Linked DNA regions of Mus musculus: all the other regions are linked to region 2. A link is a contact called in public HiChIP or PLAC-seq data. All regions are on one chromosome and are shown on one strand. Each heading gives the region's core, a stretch centred on a gene start, on an enhancer-like site or on the middle of the called end of the contact. The rest is flanking DNA. Distances are from core to core; before and after follow the strand shown. Region 1 has its middle 36 kb from the start of Gm40577. Region 2 has its middle 51 kb from the start of Mir3072. Region 3 overlaps Wdr25 (WD repeat domain 25).

Region 1 (4,661 bases), core at 1,840-4,339, 580 kb before region 2:
CATCTCGCCAACCCAGACTTTTTTTTTTTCTGTAGTGAAATAAATTTGTTTTAGTTAATAAAACAAATTGTTTTTAATTTCTAAGATTCATTATAAAATTTTGTAAAGAATCAGATTTTGAGTAATCATAATAAAAATGTAAAAGTATCCATAAAGCTTAGAGTATTGCTCGGTAGGCAGAGTGCTTACCCAGCACGCACGAAGTCCTGGGACCCAGCCCTAGTGCTACGTGGGGACCTGATGTGGCACACTGCCTGATCCAGTACTAGGGAGTCAGAGGCAGCAGAATCAAGAGGTCAGAGTCTTTCTTGGCTACAGAGTGAGTTCAGGGCCAGCCTGGGCTACACAGGACCACCCCCACCAACTCCTAACACACACACACACACACACACACACACACACACACACACACACCCTCACGAGTGGAGAAGTGACAGAACAACTAACAAAATCTATTCTTCTTTACTTGGAAGCTAGTCCAGAGTCGCTCTCTGAAGACAGAGTGGAAGGTTATGGAAGCCGGAACATGACCAGAAAGAGAAGGAACTGTTTCTACTCCTTGCAGAACAAAGAACTAAGCTGGGCCCAGACCTCATCTGACTGAGCAGTAGGAAGCACCAGACACTGTCTACAGCTGCCCTGAGCTGCCCAGCGGACAAGCCCCCCTACTGTCTCAGAGACCAGAATAATAATGACCCTACTGAGGGCAGGTTCCTGTGAAAAAGAGGAAGTCCCCAGAGAGCAGCTGGAGCCTGGAGGCTGCCATCTTGGCCTCAGGAGGCAGGCAGAAGAGAGGTGGGGACTGTTTATGTTGATAAGTACTGATAAGTTCTGATGATAAGTACCTGAGACTATGTATAAAGGACAGGGTGTGGTTCTGGAGGCTACAAGCCCAAGAGCAGGGTACCAGGATCTGGAGATGAGGAAGGACCACGGTTGAATCAAAACACAATAGGGTCATTATACAATAAACAGAGACAGCATGCAGGCTCCTCTCTCTCTCTCTCTCTCTCTCTCTCTCTCTCTCTCTCTCTCTCTCCAGGGTCCTGGGGCTTGCTATGTAGACCAGGCTGGCCTCGAACTGAGAGATCTAAATTCTGTGATTAAAGGTGTGTGCCACCATGCCTGGCTGTTTTCTTTCTCTTAGGAGCCATCAATGCAGTCTTGTAGGCTCTATGTAGGTGATGGCATCCAGCCAGAACCACCTCTCAAAGGCTCCATGTTCAGACACCATAAACATGACTTTCGGGATGAAGTTTCCAACACTTGAGACCTGTGTGTGTGTGTGTGTGTGTGTGTGTGTGTGTGTGTATGGGAACATGATGATAAGTTATTCAGCGTATGCGCATGATCAAGTTGGGGCCACTGGCATATCTTCAACCTGTAATCCTTTTATGTACTGGAAATCACACAGCTGCTTTTCTAGTCATTTCGAGGTCTATTCTCTCTCTCTCTTTTTTAAATTTTAAATTATTTATTTATTTTATTTATACGAGTACATAGTTGTTGTCTTCAGACACACCAGAAGAGGGCATCAGATCCCATTACAGATGGTTGTGAGCCACCATGTGGTTCCTGGGAATTGAACTCAGGACCTCTGGAAGAGCAGTCAGTGCTCTTAACTGCTGAGCCATATCTCCAGCCCCAATTTCATCCCTTTTAGAGCCGAGGAATAGTCTCCTGGGTAGGTCCGCCATGTTTTCCATGTCTGAGCACTGGTTACTTGGGGTGGGTACTTCTACAACAAACATGGGAGTGCAGGTAGGTGTCCTGTTTTTCTAATACATGATTTAATTATTTTTAAGATTAGAATATAATTACATTATTTCTACCCTTCCTCTTGCTCTCTCCAGTCCCTCCCATGTCCCCTTCCTTGTTCCTTGTCAAATTCATGGTCTCTTCTCCTTTAATTGTCATTCCTACCCCCTTATACACACACACACACACACACACACACACACACACACACACACACACCCTTTAGTGTATGTTCAATTTCAGGGCTGACCACTTGGTATTGGATAACCAGTTGGGCCTCATTCCTGAACCCTTGGCGCTCTGTGTAGGGGTGCAGCCCTGTGAGATTTCCCTCTTCCTGTACTTATCCAGGGCAGCCATATTGTTGAGGTATCATGAGTAAACTTTGTTATTTCTAGTGGACACAATCTCACAGCTGACTTTCTGGTCTTCTGGAAAACTGCAATCTTTCTGTTCTCTCTTTTGTAAAGTTTCCCCAAGCCTTAGGTGAAGGAACTGTAGTGCTGATGTACCAACCGGGGCAGTGCCCTGCTGGCTTGTTCTCTGCATTCTGAGCAGCTGTGGTTTTCTGTAATGGTCTCTGTTGTACAGAGGCGTGTAGGTGTCTTTTTGGTGTCGTGTATTCATTTCCTTTGGGTTGCTGGCTTATATGCCAGTTCTATGTATCATGTTTCGAATATCCATAATGGCTGTTGATTTGTTTCCGTGGACAGACAGGCAATATGCACTTTTGGGAACAAACTGTGGTGGGGGACACATTGCAGACAGGTATAGGGGGCCAGAGGCCAACCTTTGGGGTCAACAAAGAGCTGTTGAGTCAGCCCACCTTGGAACCTACTCTGCTGCTGGGCTTCCTACTGAATAAAATGACACCCATAGGCGCCTTGTGAGCTTGGATTAGCTTAGCTCCTGTTCTCTGTAGTGAGTCTCCCCCTGGGGCGCGGGGGGTGATCCTCCCTGATCAGCGACTGCAGAGATGGGTGGACAAGGAGCTTAAGAATGGATTGGGATCAAAGAGTTATGTGGAAAGAGGGCTGGGGGTGAAGGGGCCTTGGGCTGGCAGTCAACAGCAGGCAGGGCAGGAAGTACTGTTTTTCCAGCCAGAGCCGGAGGGAACCAGTCTTGCAAAGCTGTGCGATGACTCAGAAGGGAGGACAGTGTCGTGTGGGGGCGGGAGGCAGAGTGATCACTTTCCCCGCCGACAGGCTTCATCTTCAGAACATTCGATCAGAGGTGAGTGATCGTGGGCGTTAAATGCTCACCTTTAAAGGTCAACACGGCAGACAGCCGGCCTCGTGGCCCAGACGTGTGCCTTGGGTAACCGCAGTGGAACTCATTAACTTGTCACCACGGTCCTGGAGCTGTCAGATGGCCTTCCTTAGGAGGTGCTTTATCCCCAACCCCTCCCACGCTGGCCAGCCCGAAGTACCAAGTCACACAGCCCACAGAGCAGGGAGCTGAGGGAGGACATGGTCAGGCCCCCACCTGATGCTATCATCCCCAGTCTGAAGGGCAAATGGCAAGAGAATGCATGCACTGAGCACTTCTGTATGTGACACCCTGCCTGGAAGTACTTAATGCTTAGTTCTAGTCAAAGGAAGGGAGTCTTGGAGAATTGGGGATCACTCAGATGTCAGGCTCTTAGGGATCCACTAAAAAGTGTTAACCTACCTGGGGACATCAAGCTAGGTCCTGGGATGGTCTCTGACTCCTGCAGAGACCATCGCGTGAAGTGAAGCAGGCTACATCATAACACAGCGTCAGGGGCTCGGAGAGAAGAGCTGAGACCCACTCGCCTCTGCTTTCTCTTCTCAACTCTGTTCCCTGCACAAATCCACTTCCCCAAATATTTATTGAGTGTCTATTAAGCCCAAGTACTGTTACCTCCCAGCTCAGGGCAATCTCTGCCTTCTAGGGTACACAGTCTGAAAAGAGACATCATGGGTGGGACATCATGCAGGGACAGAGATGCCTGGATGGGGGACTGGGGAACATGAAGGGACAGTCAGGAAGGGACAGAGATCTGACTGCAGAAGAGAGAGAAGGATCCCACGACTCCTTTAAGGCCTGTCAGAGTTCCAGAGATGACCAAGGACCTGGGCCCGGGTAGGGCACTCACGTGTGGGGGCTGTCTGCCTTCAGGGACCCCACAGCTAGGCCACCCGAGAACCCCTGGTGTCCATCCATCCATGGGATGTCTCTGTGTGGAGTGGTGGGCCCACCAGAAGGCATGGCCTCTGAGACTTTCTGGGGTGTCCCCCTCTAGTCACTTCAGATTTAGCCCGGCTATACCCCCGACCAATTTTTCTCTCCAAGTATGTGGCAGGGTGGGGAGTCCACTTCCTGAAGGTCCTGAGTTGCTGGGGTTTGAGCAGGGTGAGGGCGAGGTGCTTTTCTAGGGCGGCCAGCTTCTGTCTGGTTCTATACCCGCCGCGGTCTTATGGGAAGACTCCAGTCCTCAGCACACAGTGTAGACATGGAGTTTCAACCCAGCGGACTCTGACCACCACCCTGCTTGAGGCCGTTCAGTGCCATGCCTCGCATGCTCTTAAGAAAATGATCAAAACCTTCAACAAGGCTCTGCTTAGTGTGCTCACACAGCATCGTCCCAACTGCTCTGAATTAATCACTGCTCCCAACCGCCTCGGATTAATCGGGTGTGAGTGTTGGCTTAATCTCCTCTCCATTGGAGTCTAGCTGGCACTGCGGTACCCCTGGAGCTGTGCAGTGACATGTTTATATGTAGAAAATTAAGCAAATAATAAAAACAGCTGGCACTGGGGTGTTATTATCTCCGAGTTCACAAGCTCCATGTTTTGCATACATTAACTTCAACCCTCAAACACCGAGGCAGCTGCTGCCGGCATTGTACAGGTGAGAAGCCCGAAGCAGCGAGGTCAGGT
Region 2 (4,134 bases), core at 957-3,456:
AAGTGGAAAGATAGCATGTGGTAACTTTCTGTGATTGGAAGAATTAATGTTGTTAAAATATCCAAATTACCCACTGTGATCTACAGATCAATGCACAGTTCTGATGTCATTTTTCACAGAACTAGGGGAAAAAAATTGAGATTTGTATTGAACAATAAATGGCCCCAATTAGCCATAGCAATCTTGATCAAAGAGAACAAAGCTGGAGGAACCACAATACCTGAATTAAAAATCTATTACACAGTGGTGATCGGAACACTATGGTACTGACATCCCAACTGGACACTTCAATCAATGTAACGGCACAGAGCATTCAAGGGCATATTCACACATCTCTATGCCAAAAGCATATGCTGGGGAAAAGACAGAGGCTTGAATACTTTGTGTCGGGAAAACTATATATTCATCTATATATTCATATCCAATAAGGAAACTGAACCATTATCAGACACCATATGCAAAGATCAACTTCCAAACTTTAAAACTTATTACATGTGTGGTTTGTATATGCTTGGCCCAAGGAATGGCACTGTTAGGAGGTGTGACCTTGTTGGAGTAGGTGTGGCTTTGTTGGAGGAAGTGTGTCACTGGGGGTGAGCTTTGAGACCCTCCTCCTAGCTGCCTTGAAGACAGTCTTCACCTGTTTGCCTTCATAATAAGATGTAGAATTTTCATCTCCTCCAGTGTGATGTCTGCCTGGATGCTTCCGTGCCTCCTGCCATGATGAAAATGGACTAAATCTCTGAACTTATAAGCCTGCTCCAGTTAAATGCTGTCCTTTATAAGAACTGCCTTGGTTTAGGTGTCTCTTCACTGCAGTAAAACCTTGAGACATTACATATGATCCCAAACTGTACAATCACTAGAAGAAAACAAGAGGGAGCAGTTTCCATGACATTGAGATATTTAGCCTTATATAACTTAGAGCACTTTTTTTAGGTAAGGTCTCACTATGCAGCCTTGACTAGCTTGTAACTCACTATTAGGACCAGGCTAGTTTGAAGACATAGAGATCCACCCTTCTTTACCTCCCAAGTGCGAGAATTAAAGGAGTATGCCACCACAGCCAGCAGCTTTGAGAATGAAATATATATATATTTATGTATATAAATATATATATATATAATATATATTTATTTTTAAGCCACATATCATAAGGTTAATATCTAAAGTACATAAGGAACTGAAATAATTCAACCAGGAGAAAACAAAATGCTAATTGTAGAATGAGCGAAGACATTTTTTCTTTAAATTTTTTTCTTTAATAATTTCATATATACATACCAAATGTTAGGTCATACTCACCCCTACCCCACTTCCTGCTTTCCTTCTTCAACTTTCTCAGGACTCCCTCCACATTCCCCTCCCATCTTCATGTCTTCTACACTTTTTAAAATAAGCCACTGAGTCAGTAACAATGCTTGTATGTCCATGGGTACAGGGTATCACCCACTGGTGCATGGGCCACCTATGATGAAACTTGACTGTCCTTCCTACAATGGCCATCAAATAACAATAGCTCCTCCATGTCTATCCATGTAAATGAATAAGTATGATATACCTGTACACAGTGGGCTATCATTCAAACTTTGAAAAGAATGGAATTCAGCCACTTATGACAGGCAGGGTAAGTCTGCAGGAAGCCAGAAACCACAAGATCACATTACAAGTGGCAACCAAGAATATTAACTTTGGATCTGGGAGGATGATGATTCAGTGTGTAAACTATGCAAGCACACTGCTGGGACCCCTCACCATGTGCTTGGGGAAGATTCTTCATTTCTAAATGGGCGCTACTTCCATCTAAGTGAAGCCAATAGAGACCATTCTCCACTCCACCCCTTTGATGGTCTATCAGAGTTCTCTTCACACCATGGGTCCAGGGATGCCCAAGTAGAGCAAGATAAATCTCTTGCCTTGCCACACCCTGCCAGATCCAGTGTGTCCTCACTTCTGCTTCTGCTCACTGAGCACATTTGGATCATGGCTCTCACTGTAGAGCCAGAAGCCCATTGGCCACCAGAAGCCGGGTGTTTGGCAGGCCCAAGTCAGCTCTGGGCAGTAAACACTTCCTACTGGCAGGAGGGGAAAGAAGCTCTGGTCTCAAGGGTCCTTGGTCTCTGCTTCTCTTTGCTGCTCCAAGTAGCCATTGAGGAATCTGGCCACCAAGAATGGGAACTCCCAAGCTGGCAGGACACACCGTCCAGGGGACCCTGGACTCTCCAGTAAGGTACACAGGTCTTGCTTCACTGTTGGGTAATGCTCCGTGGTTATGACCAGGATTTTGCAAGAAGCGATGTTTATGAGATATTTTACCACTGGCAATTTGCTTGTGGTTTTTGGTTGGTGCCAAACCAGTCTCCAAAGACTGGAGTTCTGGAAACACATGGGGGGGGGGGGGTGGCATATGAAACTGAGCCTGCTGCCCTCAGAGCTCAGACTTGAAGCAGAACTCGGTTCATACTGCCTCCTAGGGCATTACTTGGGCATCAAAGATATGTGCAGCAGGGCTCTGGTGCCCTCCATCATAAGTAGGTGCTCTCCACTCTGACCTCCAGCCCAGGTTCAGGCTGTTTGGCTACTGTCACACCTCCCACTTAATATCCTAGCCCCAGGGACCTGAGCTGAGGACCCAGGTCCTAGCTCTCCTCTAGGTCCCCCCATTGCCATTATCTCTAGGCTGTACTTAAGAATTCTTCCAGATACTGCCAGTCTTCCCTGAGTTCTTTCCCTAATATCCCAAGTCTCCACTGGCTTGATCCCTCTTCTTGAAAGGATATCCATTGCCATTGAGACCCTAAGCTATGCTTCATCCTCAGGACCACACCCCTCTGCCTCTACATGAACTATGGCAAAAGTTCCTGCCTGGAATGTTTGTGTCCCCTTTGTGCATCCTCTTCCTTTACCCTCAGAGTCATACCCCAATAGTGTCCAGAGTAGATGCCTTGACAGGAAGCCCAGAACATGTTGCAAGCCTCCATGGATCCTACCCTTTCTCAGCCCTTTCTCTCATGAATATACCTCCCCTGACTCCAACACCCTAGCCAGTCCCTCAAGCCTCTAGGGATATCCTCCAGAGCCTTCTGTCCTGCAAGTTTGCCATTCCAGCCTGCCCAGGCTTGGCTATGGTCACTGGAGTGGGTTGCACAGTTCTAGGTCCCAACAAATGCCATGAGTCCCCTTGGCCAGAAAGTGATTGTTTCCATGGTGATCACTGTGCTGCTTTGAGTTTGAAATGCCCACCATAGGCTCAGGCATTCAAACACTTGCTGCCCAGTTGGTGGTGCTGTATGGGGAGCTTTAAGTGGTACAGTCTTGCTGGAGGTGCATCACCAGGGCTGGGTTTTTCAGAGGTCTTAGCTTTATACTACCACCCACTCATTCTGTCCCATGCCTGTTTGAAATGCAATCTTTCAGCTTCCTGATCTGTCTGTCTTCTGTGTCTACCAACATGGGCTCCAACTCTCTGAAACTTTAAGCCAAAATAGAGTCTTCAGTAAGACACCTTTGGTTCTGGTGTTTTATTACAGCAGCAGAAAAGTAATTCATACAACCATCCAGCGTCACTGGCCTTCCAGAACTACATGTATCCCAAAGTATATGCTACAAGGACTGATAAGTCCAGGGTCTCTGCCTCCAGGTTTGTGTCCTGCAGCTGCTTGGTATGGGACTGTCTGTGCGGAGCCCTGACTTGAGACCAGTGTACTCACTGAGAATCAGCTGACTCTCAACAATAATGCTAGAGCACGCATGGATAGAAGGTACCCTTTACCATGGAAATCCACATGGAGAAAAAGGAATTTGCCCCTCATCTTACTCCATATATAAAACCAGCTCAAATTGATTAAAGACTCAACTTTATATTTTAAACTATAAAGCTACTAAAAGTAAACAAAGGGAATTTGGTGAGCTGAGCAAGAATGGCCCCCAAATACACATATATTTGAATGCTTAGTCACCAAAGAGTAGAATTGTTTGAAATAGATTAGAGAGAGTAGGAGGTGTGGCCTATTAGAACAGGTATGGACTAACTCTCTAAAACTACAAGCAAGCTCTCAGTTAAATGCTTTCTTTTATAAGACTTGCCTTGGCCATGGTGTCTCTTCATGGCAATAGAAAGGGAACTAAGGCAGA
Region 3 (4,323 bases), core at 1,723-4,222, 860 kb after region 2:
CACCCAAGTGCGAAGAGAATGAAGCTCTCAGATTCGCTTCAGGTTCCCACTTCAACCACTGTCATAACTTACAATTTTCTGACACTGAACTTGGGATACTCAGGGTAGTGTGTAGATGGTACTCAGAAACAGCATCTGGGGAAGAAAAGCACTCATCTTTGAGGAGAGATTTCAAAGGAATTTATGGATAAAATACAGTCCTATTTCTCTAGGCCAAATCGCTCTCTAAGCACCATGCGTGTTTCACATCATCCTTAAAATTAATTCAGCTCTTATGGATTTCTCCCAATATAGAGAGAAGGAGACATTAATAAATAATCCTTTAACGGTCTTTATCAAATGTATATTACTTTTAATTTGAATTAAGCAAAAACAAACAAACAAAAAAAAACAATTTCTTTTAGTTAACTAGAGAATTGAAGTACCTTGCCTGGGCAGTTATATGATTCTAGAAAAATCCTTTAGGAAATATAATTAAGTCTAAACGCTCTAAAACTACTGGTTTTTTTTAACTGAGGTGCCAATGGTAAAGATACTCAGATCAATCCATGTCAATGTTTTAATGCCATGCATTAATTAATCACGCTAATAAAATCAGAGTGTACCTATTCACATGTGTCAGGAGCCAACTGGAGTGACAGGTGAACTGGCTTAGCAGAAATGGCAGCGGCTGAAACATGGAAGTGTGGTTAGTGTGTTCTCTCACTAATTTAGTGTGGTTAGCGTGTTCTCTCACTGATTTAGTGTGGTTAGCGTGTTCTCTCACTGATTTAGTGTGGTTAGCGTGTTCTCTCACTGATTTACTCAGGACATACTTATGAGCGGTTGGTCACATGGAAACCCAATACCAGAGGGAAGTCCTTCTCCAGGGCGATGTCCCACAGGCTAAAGTCATCTTGAGCATCTCAAGAGTTAGTGGCCAAAATGACCCACTGCGAAGGGGAGTAAGCAACCTCCAGGGCCCCAGTTACACATCGCAGAAGGCATACTCATCAAGTCAGGGAGCAAGGGGCAAGCTTGCTCTGTGCAGACTCCCCCACTTCCTGGAACTACTCAGCATTGGTCCCTGCTCCCACTTAGCAAGATACAGGTCCTTCCCTGAGTTACCCATAGCAAGCCACCCTTTCCTTTTGTGCTTCAGTGTCCTCTGCAATGGAGGCAGCACTCAATTGTATAAGCTGTGAGGCTTGGTACACACAGCCATCCTGCACAGCATCCACCTAAGTAAACCAACACTCAGTGGGTCAGCAATCTCTCTGTACCAGAAAGACACTGTTTCTTCATTTGTTTTGTAGTGCCAGAGACAGAAGCAGGCCTTGAGCATTCTATGCAGACTTCCACCACTGTGCTAGATGCCCAGCTCTCACTTGAGACAGACTCTCACCCTATAGCCCAAGCCAGCCTAGAATGTACTACGTAGCCAAGGCTGTGCTCAAACTTGTAATAATCAGCTCTAGTGCACTGGCTAGAGAAAGGGCAAGACAAACATTGCTATGAACATACACTGAGCTGAGTTTCATCTAAGTCAAAGGTTACAATTCCTGTTTCAGAAGTGACAGGGGTGGAGGAGTGTCAGAAGTGGAGGCTCCAACCAGTAGGTCTTGTCCCTAGCCTTCATCTGGTATATTCTTCAGAGTCAGCAGTCAGAGCTCAGGCAGGCTCAGGATAGGAGGTCATCTGCCCCAAGGGCTCCTGGGACTTTGGCAGCTAGGTAGTACCTCTGAGACCAGTTCTATCTCGTTGTTTGTACTCGTTCAGACTCAGTCACAACACAAACTCACTGAGATCCTCTGAGGACCAGGCAATATCTGGGTATGCTTAGGGCCATATCTTTCCCAAATTCCTACACCAGAGTCCTACATGGCTGCATTTAGAATAAGCTGCTAAGGATGTAATTACATGATAGCCTAAGGCTGGGGCCCTGATCCCACAGGGTTCCTATCCTTATAAGAACAACCATTTGACATAGGATGTGAAGCGTGAAACCCCTATACACACACACACATACACGCACACGCACGCACACTCACTGCAAAGGCCTTGTGAGAACATAGCGATCTAGTAGTTTTATACAACAAACAGGGAACCCCTCCTGAGGTCACTTTGATCTCAGACTGCCAGTCTCCAAACGCACATGGTGGAGCCCTGGCTTCCTGAGACTAGGAAGCTGTGTACGTGAAGGGTTGCTGAGGCCTCTCTCACGATGGAGTCTGGCTTACGGGTATCTCCAGAAGAGCTATGCTCTGCTTTGTAAAAGGGACAGGTGGGTTTCTGAAGCCCTATGATGCCCCTATGATGCCCCTAAGACCTGAGAAACTATTCCTTTTCCTGTCTTTCCCTTCAGTCTGCACACCCACCTTAGAGGAGTCTGTTTACCTCACAGAGATGGGTGCACAAGCGGCCTGTGGCCTCTGTTGCATCACTTCTCATCCCCAAGAATGGAGGAGCCAGTGACAAGACAAGTGAGGCCCCTGGAGAAGGGGACAAAGTACCCTGTATGAAGCGCAGGGTCACTGGGATGTATGGCAGGTCCTGCTCTACAGCCCTGACTAAAACTCAGGGGATAAGCCACCTCAAAGTTTCACAAATGAGTGCCTGAGGCAAGGTGGAAAGTTCCCAGTGTCAGCGGCATACTCTGATTCACCAAGGGCAGGATCTGAGAAGGCTGATGGGAAGCGAGGCTGACACGCTTGCTGGAGAAAACTGCATTAGATGAGTCAGAGCGGCTCGGGGGATAATGATGACGCCGACGCCAAAGACACCAAAGGAAGCTTGGTGATACTGCTTTGTGAGAGGTAGGAAGGAAAACAACTCGATTTCATGAAATTAATTCCTATGAGATTTTAAATATGAATGTGCAACTGAATTAAAGTTCTATTCGAAGAATAAAAGTGGAGAAACAGTACTTTGGGAAGAAACGTCTCAGATTTTAAAACACCCTACTTGACAGAGAGAGAGTGCAATGGCTCCTCACAGGGGCAGCTGTGGGGAGGACACCTCCCAGGAAGAAGCCCCAGGCTGCGGCAGCCTCAGCCAGCGAGCCCCAGGATTCTCCTGAGTAGCAAAGGGATGAACTGAGGGTCCAAACAGGCAGCAGGTGACACTCCCACTGAGACCTCTGACTGACCAGCACAGGGTAGAACATTCAGGACTCAGAGAAGCAAACCTGCCTGCCTGCATTCTCCCTATCACTGGCAAAGCCAGTAGCGGTGCTCAGGCCGGCTAACTGATCTACCTCGCTGCCTGAGGCCAGGACCACATAGCCTCTGCCTCCTGTCTTGTGTGGGGTGGAGGGGTGGACCTGAGACCAGGACCACATAGCCTCCACCTCCTTCTTGTGCTGAGCTCTCAACACTTTGCTCATATGCACCAGTGGCTTCAACACTTTGGTTTGAGCACATGACAGATGCTTCCTGAAGGGAAAGTGACCTTAGGGAATGTTCCCAGGAGAACAGTGATCCCTCTCTGGCAGGGGGACCAGGGGAATAAGGGAAGAACACTGGGTCTTCTCAAGAGAACCTCCTACCCTTCAAAGAACCATCAGGATCAGAATGGCAGTCAGAATAGGCACCGGTTGCCTTCCTGGCAGAGAAACTGTCCCAGCACTCTGGGCTGAAAAAGAGAGGCTTGCAGAAGGAGTCCTCCCAGCCTGCCTCTGGGTTTCTTGCATCCATGGAGGTCAGGGTGTCCATGAAACAGTCAGACACCAGGCTTGCCCAGCCTAGCACTCCAGCCAGCTCTCTCACAACAGCACTGGCCCAGACACCCTGAACTTGCACTTTGACCTAGACGAGTTTTCCATGGCCCAGAAAGGATACTAAGTGACAGGATCCATCTACTCAAGAAAATGAGGCCAGGAGCCCTCCCCAGCATCTCCAGCTCAAGCCTGGACTGCCACAGCTAACCTGCAGGGGCAGCACAAGACAGCTCCTTCCTGCAGTATTCACAACACTCCAAACATGTGCCACCTACTGTGATCACACCGGGTACAGCAGTGACTAAGAAACACAGGTCCCTTCCTCAAAATCATCAGGAAATGGTCCAGGTGGCACCTAAGTGCTATGATGGACAGAGGAAACACAGCAGCAGGGAGGTACTGGGGGAGGGGGCCTGGGGAGTCAGGGAGGGATCCTTGGGCAGTGTGCACCTTAGAGGGGTAAGGAAGGACAGACAGGAATACTCAGATGTAGTTGGGAAGACAGAAAGAGACATCCAGGTTATGAAGGAAAAGTCACATAAAGCCTGGCATGATTGTATACATGTGCAATCCCAGGACTTGGAGGGGAAGGCAGAGAGATTAGGGTCAAGGTCAGCCTGGGGAAC

Evidence for each region. HiChIP or PLAC-seq counts read pairs in DNA pulled down with a chosen protein or histone mark.
Region 1: a contact with region 2 is called in an H3K27ac HiChIP or PLAC-seq map of the NIH/3T3 cell line, with 10 times the contacts expected there. The contact joins two enhancer-like sites. A contact is called at or near these places in 1 of 15 datasets of contacts at CTCF or cohesin (the NIH/3T3 cell line), 3 of 484 Hi-C or Micro-C datasets (the C3H10T1/2 cell line, the MC3T3-E1 cell line and liver) and 4 of 115 datasets of contacts at active chromatin or transcription factors (the NIH/3T3 cell line, embryonic basal ganglia, fibro-adipogenic progenitors and 1 more).
Region 3: a contact with region 2 is called in a CTCF HiChIP or PLAC-seq map of the NIH/3T3 cell line, with 5 read pairs. The contact joins two enhancer-like sites. A contact is called at or near these places in 1 of 15 datasets of contacts at CTCF or cohesin (the NIH/3T3 cell line) and 1 of 115 datasets of contacts at active chromatin or transcription factors (the NIH/3T3 cell line).

Annotation. Positions count from the first base shown.
Region 1 is chr12:110,379,754-110,384,414 of GRCm38.p6, reverse strand. No RefSeq gene overlaps it. Among named protein-coding and RNA genes, the nearest start is that of Gm40577, 36 kb to the left of the region's middle. Within about 2 kb of position 3,089, at least 91 of the 459 cell types and tissues checked have an H3K27ac peak or open chromatin away from gene starts, as enhancers often do. A contact at or near this core is called in the NIH/3T3 cell line, where this site is marked.
Region 2 is chr12:109,797,158-109,801,291 of GRCm38.p6, reverse strand. No RefSeq gene overlaps it. Among named protein-coding and RNA genes, the nearest start is that of Mir3072, 51 kb to the right of the region's middle. Within about 2 kb of position 2,206, at least 27 of the 459 cell types and tissues checked have an H3K27ac peak or open chromatin away from gene starts, as enhancers often do. A contact at or near this core is called in the NIH/3T3 cell line, where this site is marked.
Region 3 is chr12:108,941,055-108,945,377 of GRCm38.p6, reverse strand. The region is part of intron 2 of Wdr25 (WD repeat domain 25); the gene reads right to left. Among named protein-coding and RNA genes, the nearest start is that of Wdr25, 49 kb to the right of the region's middle. Within about 2 kb of position 2,972, at least 33 of the 459 cell types and tissues checked have an H3K27ac peak or open chromatin away from gene starts, as enhancers often do. A contact at or near this core is called in the NIH/3T3 cell line, where this site is marked.